2 separate regions of the Muntiacus reevesi genome follow, and region 1 is linked to region 2. The links are chromatin contacts, called in public Hi-C maps. All regions are on one chromosome and are shown on one strand. Each heading gives the region's core, a stretch centred on a gene start, on an enhancer-like site or on the middle of the called end of the contact. The rest is flanking DNA. Distances are from core to core; before and after follow the strand shown.

What was found. A called contact is a pair of places that touch in the nucleus more often than the background predicts.
Region 1: a contact with region 2 is called in a Hi-C map of muscle, with 15 times the contacts expected there. The contact joins the promoter of NQO2 here to the promoter of PSMG4 in region 2. A contact is called at or near these places in 2 of 3 Hi-C or Micro-C datasets (blood and muscle).

The regions. Positions count from the first base shown.
Region 1 is chr20:50,704,420-50,707,578 of mMunRee1.1, forward strand. It overlaps NQO2 (N-ribosyldihydronicotinamide:quinone dehydrogenase 2), which reads right to left and starts at 1,494. Exons shown (of 7, transcript XM_065913408.1): 1 at 1,345-1,494; 2 at 104-229. The coding sequence starts at 110. All of the region lies in intron 1 of LOC136151943 (a long non-coding RNA gene), which reads left to right.
Region 2 is chr20:50,549,551-50,552,882 of mMunRee1.1, forward strand. PSMG4 (proteasome assembly chaperone 4) reads right to left here and starts at 1,942. Exons shown (of 3, transcript XM_065913369.1): 1 at 1,681-1,942; 2 at 28-103. The coding sequence starts at 1,854.

The DNA of each region.
Region 1 (3,159 bases), core at 244-2,743, 150 kb after region 2:
AGTTTTATACAGGAGTGTTGTCTGGAGTTTTTATAAAAAAGTATTCAATTTCTAATAAATTTTTCATTTAACAAAGTTTTACTCCCCCATAGCTAATAGTTACCTGCCATGTCCCAGGAAGATGGGTATTTTTCTCTCTGAATCCTGTTGGGAGGAGGGTGTGCTGTTAGTCCTGGGTGCAGGGGGCCCTGAGCTCTCAGGCACGGTCACTCTCAGTGATGCCAACGACCTAGAAGAGGAAACAAATGCTGAGGGAGGTAGGCAGACTCGGTGGGCAGCAGTGGGCAGGATGAGGCAGGGGGAACGGCAAGCGCGAGGCAGCGTTGGGACTGGCCTGGGGTGCTCAGAGAGCCGACAGAGCGGACATGCGGATACAACAGAGCTGGGTGGTGCGGAATTTGGTCCAAGGGGTGGGTGGGTCAGTAGTGCGGGGGTGAAGACTTTATCCTGAGCCTAGCAGAAGCCCCCGGAACATGTCTGGAGAGTGATGGGCTGCAGACTCAGGGAGCATCTGGTCCTGAGATCTCCGGGGTCAGGGCCCAAAGACACTCTGGTTTGGGAAGAAAAGCTTTCATTTCAGTGACCACAGCAGGGGAGGCATCCCCTTACCGCTCTGCCTGGTCCAGGGTACCTAGTTACATCGCCTGCCAGGCCACTGCAGGCCTTGGAGTTCTGACTCCTCAGGGGGCCCAAGTCTGCTAGTTGTACGGAATGAGCCACTGAGGCCCAAGAAGCAGGCCACTTGTCCAGCACTTCCCTACTGACCTTGCTCCACAGCAGGGAGAGCCGTCTCCTTCCGTGGAGAGAGCGCTCTTACCAGGCCGGCAGGAAACAGAAGCGGGCGGCTGTTAAACTACATATATCATGCCACACCAACCCGGCTGACACCTTTTATGCACTCTATCTCGTTCCATCCTCCTCGACTGCTCCTCTCCTTGTCTTCCCTCCGTCCCCCCTGCTCCATACACAGCAGCGCAGGAAGCACACACCGAATACCCGTCCCTCTTCTGGATTTTCTGGCTGAGACCCTCAGGGACTAAGGTTGGAGAAGCAGAGTTTCGGGTCCTGGCACCCGGGGCAAAGGCCGAGCCGGAGCCCCGCGGGCCCAGGCCGGGTCTCCGCGCCGCCCGCTCGCTGACCCCAGGCGGCCCGCTCCCCGTCCGCGCGTGGGGTCAGCGCGGGCCGAGTCCAGGGCGGAGGGCAGCGGCCGGGGACAGCGCCGGGCCTGCGCACACCTGCGCCCCAGGCCTCGCACGTGCAGGGGGGAAGCTCGGGCAGGCGGGGGTGGGAGCCCGCGGAGACCCTGGCCCTGGGGAGCGGCCCCCAGCGAGCGCGGACACTCACCTCGGCCAACTCGCCCGAGAGGAGCGGCAGGACGAGGCTGAACGCCCGGCGTCCACGCCACGTTCCGCCGCGCGGACTACGCACTCGCAGGCGTCGCGAGCGGACAATGCGGCCGCGCTCCGCGGGGCTGGACGCTGGGACTCGGCGGGGGCCCCGCCCACGGCCCGCCCACGGCCCGCCCACGAGCGCCGAGGCCACGCCCACCCCGCCTCTCCCCGGAGCGCAGCCCCGCCCCCGACCTGTCTGGACCTCTCCTCGCGCTCGGCGGACCGCCCGGCATAGCCCCGCCCACAGCCCTTCGCCCCGCCCCTGCCCTGTCCCGGCCCCTCGGAGCCGGCCCGGGGGCTCCGCGCCGCGGCGGCTGAAGGGATGGCAGTTCTGGGAAGGGGGCCGCCGCGTCCGCCCCTAGGCCCACCGAGGGTCAGAACACTCAGCCGTAAAAAGGATGAGCGATCGGGGTCCCAGCAGCCGGGGCGAATCTGCAGAGAATCACGCTGCATGAAAATCGCCAGTCCTCGAGGGTTCCCCCGAACGATCACGTTTAGGCAGCACTCTTGAGATGAGATTCTAGAGGCGGAGAACAGGTTAGCGGTTGCCAGGTTTCTGGTGGGGGGGTGTGATTCTAAGAGGGACCTTGTGCTGATGGGAATGTGCGGTGTGTGACCGTTCCGGCGGTGGCGTTGTTCTGTGGTCTGGCCCGACGTTCTTATTGGGCAGGCTGGGGGTGAAGGGCACACCGGCAGCTTCAAGGCCAAGGAGATCCCCGGAGGGCAGAGAGGCACCGAACTGGAGCCTGCAGACGTGTGGGGGAGGGCTGCTGGTGGGCACTTTGGGCCGATTGTCTCTTTCCCCTCTTCCCAGCACTTTCTGGCCTGCGCCACCTCACTTGTAGACCCCCTGCCATTGGGACTCACTCGAGGACCCTCCCAAACTCTGCCTTGATTTCTGGTGTCCCGGGATGGCCCTTGGGGCTCTCCTGGTGGCTCAGATGGTAAAGAATCAGCTTGAAATGCAGGAGACCCAGGTTTGATCCCTGGGTCGGGAGGATACTCTGGAGATGTTCATGGCAACCCACTCCAGTATGCTTACCTGGAGAATTCCATGGACTGAAGGTCCATGGGGTTGCAAAGAGTTGGACACCACTGAGCGACTAACTCTTTCACCTTCAGGATGGGCCCAGAGAGCGAAGGCTGGTTCCCCTTCGAGCATAACTTTCCTGATGCAAACAGCTGCAGCTGCGGTTCCCACATCAGCGTTGGGGCGGTCTGTCCGAGGCTGCTGTCTTTCTTGGGTTCATGGTGAGGACACGGCCTCTCTATGCGTGCCGTGCCCTTGTGCCAGCAGTGGACAGGCCCCTTGTCTTGTGAGCCTGGGAGGCGCTGGGGCCATTGTCATTTTAGAATGACCTTTAGCTGGGGGAAAAGTTGTAGAGGCATTTCCAAATGTACCAGAATGTCCTCAAAGGTGAGATCTGGTTTAAGTTTTCTTCCCTCTTTGTTGTCAGACTGAGATGATGTCCGCAAATCATCTTTGAGTCACGTGAAATGATTGCAACTAAGAAAGGCGGATGCAGGGACTCTGGGGTAACCTTCCAAGGAGGGTGACTGACGCTGTTGTCCCTTGGGAGGGGGGTGGTTCACGTCTTTGGTGCCCTGAGGTTGTGGTTGTTTATGCTGTCCTGTTTCACTCTTGCAACCTCATGAACTGTGTAGCCTGCCAGCCTCCTCTGGGATGTCCCAGGCAAGAATACTGGATTGGCTTGCCATTTCCTCCTCCAGAGGATCTTCCCAACCCAGGGATGGAACCTGCATCTCC
Region 2 (3,332 bases), core at 692-3,191:
CTCCGGCAGCTGAGCTGCGGAACCTACCTAAGCGCTGGGCGAGGCCGGTGGACATGGTGTCAGACGCGTCCCCGAGGAGGGCAGTGGACAGGGGGATGGAGTCCTGCAAGGAAAACAGAGAGCGGTACTGGTTCTTCTGCAAGGTCCAGCCTCCTGGATCACCTGGGCACCCAGGGTCCCACAGTGCCCCTTCTGGTCGCAGGCCAGCCTCCCCTGCAGTGGGCCTGTGTCGCCCAGTTCGGCAGCCTCTCCCAGGAGCAGACAGACCTGCCCCGTGAAAGGCTGGAGCAGCCCAGAGGGGCAAGTGGGTGCAAAGTCAGAGGGGCGGGGGCACCCCAGCCGTTACAGGGCCTGGAGGTCCATGCAGGCTCTGAACTCTGGAGGGTCTGAGTGCAGGGATGACAAGGCTGATGCTGTCAGCACCAGGCTGAGCCACGTCCTCCAAGAGGAATGTCCAGGTCCTAGCCTCCTGACCCCAGCACCTGCGAAGGTGACTTTATTTGGAAACAGGGTCTCTGCAGATGTAGTTGAGACATAAGCAAAGTGAGGCGGACCCTTCCGCTAACAGGACTGGTGTTTTGGGAAGAAGGGGACAGACTGAGATGCACAGAGGAGGCGACACTGGAGCAGGACTAGGGTGACGAGGCTGCCAGACAAGGGGCCCCGAGGTGTCAGCAGCACCGCAAGCCCGGAGACGGGAGGAAGCAGCCCGTGGATGCCTCAATTCCGCCCTCTCTGCTGTTCTCAGCCCCCCAGTCTGCGGCCCTTGGATACAGCGGCTCTGACACACCCCATAGGTGGCAAAGCGGACCTCGGCCTGGGGAGCGATGGTGCGGGGCCCAGGTGACAGGTGAGGGAGGTGAGAAGTGGCTGGATTCCGCGGGAGGGGCGGCCCTGGAGGTGCGGCCGGGTCTGGATAGCCCAATAGGACACCAATTACACCCCCGATGGGACTGGAGAGCCAAAGAGCGGGAGACAGGTCCGTGAGGGAAACGTAAACAAACGCGGTCAGCGAGGAACCGGGAGGAAAAAGGCGGGGACACGCCACCCCCGGCCCAGGGAGGGTGAGAGCGGACAGCAGAGGTCCCGCGGGGACCCCGACACTCCAACCAGAGACCGGGCGGGGGGTACCAGCCGTGCGGCGGACAGAGACCCCCGGGTGGGCGGCGCAGCCCCGAGCAGACCCGGCCCGCCCCCTCCCCTCCCCGCCCCCTCCGGGACCCCAGCGCCCCGCCCCCCTCCTCATCCCCTCCCTCCCCCATCCCCCCTCCCCTCCCCCGCCCCTCCGGGACCCCAGCGCCCCACCCCCCTCCTCATCGCCTCCCTCCCTCCCCCGTCCCCTCCCCCGCCCCTCCGGGACCCCAGCGCCCCGCCCCCCTCCTCATCCCCTCCTCCCCCTCCCCTCCCCCGCCCCTCCGGGACCCCAGCGCCCCGCCCCCCTCCTCATCCCCTCCTCCCTCCCCCCTCCCCTCCCTCCCCCCTCCCCCCTCCCCTCCCTCCCCCATCCCCCCTCCCCTCCCTCCCCCATCCCCCCTCCCCTCCCCGCCCCTCCGGGACCCCAGCGCCCCGCTCCCCTCCTCATCGCCTCCCTCCCCCCTCCCCTCCCCCGCCCCTCCGGGACCCCAGCGCCCCGCCCCCCTCCTCATCCCCTCCTCCCCCTCCCCGCCCCCGCCCACTCACGTAGCGCGTGCACATGGCCACGGCGAGGTTGCGCAGGTGCGGCGTGGCCCCCACCCAGAGGAAGAGCGAGTCCGTCAGCCGCATCACGTGGAAGTGAACGAGCTGCTCCCACAGCCTCGCGCTGAAGTTGTGCAGGGACACGTCCCCGCCCGCGGCGGCCTCCGGCCGCTCCATCCGCCCGGAGCGCGTCCGCGCCCGTCAGCCCGCCGCCGCTACCAGCCGCGAGCAGGAAAGCGCCGAGAGGCCGAGCGGGCGGGGCCTTCCGGGGGGCGGGGCCTGAGTGGGAAGTTGAGGGGCGGGGCCCGGAGGGGCGGGGCGGGGCCCGGAGGGGGCGGGCCCTGGGGCGGGCCTTTCGGGGAAGGCGGAGCCTAGGTGGGACGTTGAGGGGCGGGGCCCGGAGGGGGCGGGGCGGGGCGGTGTCTCCATTGGGCGAAGTGTAGACTCGCAGGAGCACCTTCCCGGGTGTAGACGCGTGGTCCCGCGCTGTTTAGTCGGTGCCACAGCGCTCAGCGCGGCCGCCTGTGTCCCGCGAGCGGGGTTACACTTTCTAAAGCCCTCCTGCTGCCAGCAGCCCCGTACCTGCTGGAGGCCCGTGAGAATGGCAGTGATGTCGGGGGCTCTCAGAAGAGCTGCGTGGGTTGAGTTAGGGGCGTGGGCTGGCGCGCCTTTGGTCCAAGACCCCAGAGCTGGTCTCTGTACAAGCGTGGGCCTCGGCTAACGGTTCAGCCCCTGAGACTCAGTCTCCCCGTCTGCCGCTCCGAGACGGGGGCCGCTGTCAGCCCTGCTGGGGAGCTTGACTTGAGTCACTCTGGGACCTTCAGAGGTGGCACGGGGACCCTGCAGTGTGTTGAGAGTGTCTTTGTACTAAAAGCACACAGCGCCCACTCTTGTCAGATTCTGTTGCAACTATCTGGGGTTTAAGGACAGAGCTATCAGTTCTGCCTTTTAAATCTCTAATAGGTCTAAATTAAACTGACAGTTAAGAAGGTAAGTATTGTGAATAAGTTTGCTCAGTTCGCTAATTAATGATTCAATTTATAATTTTCAGGTCAATATTATAATAGATTAACAGCTTTATTAAGAAATAAACTACAGTAACTGCACTGGTCAAAGTATACAGACTGAAGCTGTGACACGTGTAACTCATAAAATCATCACCACAGTCAAGAGGGTACATGTCCATCACCCCCAGAGACTTCCTCAAGCGCCGGGGAACCCTTCCTCCCTCCCCACCCCAGGCACTGTGCTGCACTCAGTCACAGAGTAGTTTGCATTTCTCGAGTTTCATGTAAATGGAAAGTACAGTGTGTACAAGTTTTTGTCTGCCTTTTCTCTCCTCCCAGTTATATTGAGATTCACGCAGGTTGTTGCATGAGTCAGTTGTTCCTTCCTTTGTGTTGATGATCACGGCTCCGCTGGCTGGACACATCGCTGTGTGTTTAGCCCTCACGCAGTGGTGTCCACTGGGGCGGTTTTCAGTTTGGGGATATTGCAGTCAAGCTGCTGCAAACACGTGTGAATGCCTAAGTCTCTGTGTGAACATGTGCTTTCATTTCCTGTAGTTAAAGACCTGGAGCAGAGTGGTGGTACCATGTGTAAATTCTTAAGAACCTGACAAGCTGTTTCCACAGTGACTGTACCACTGCATGCTC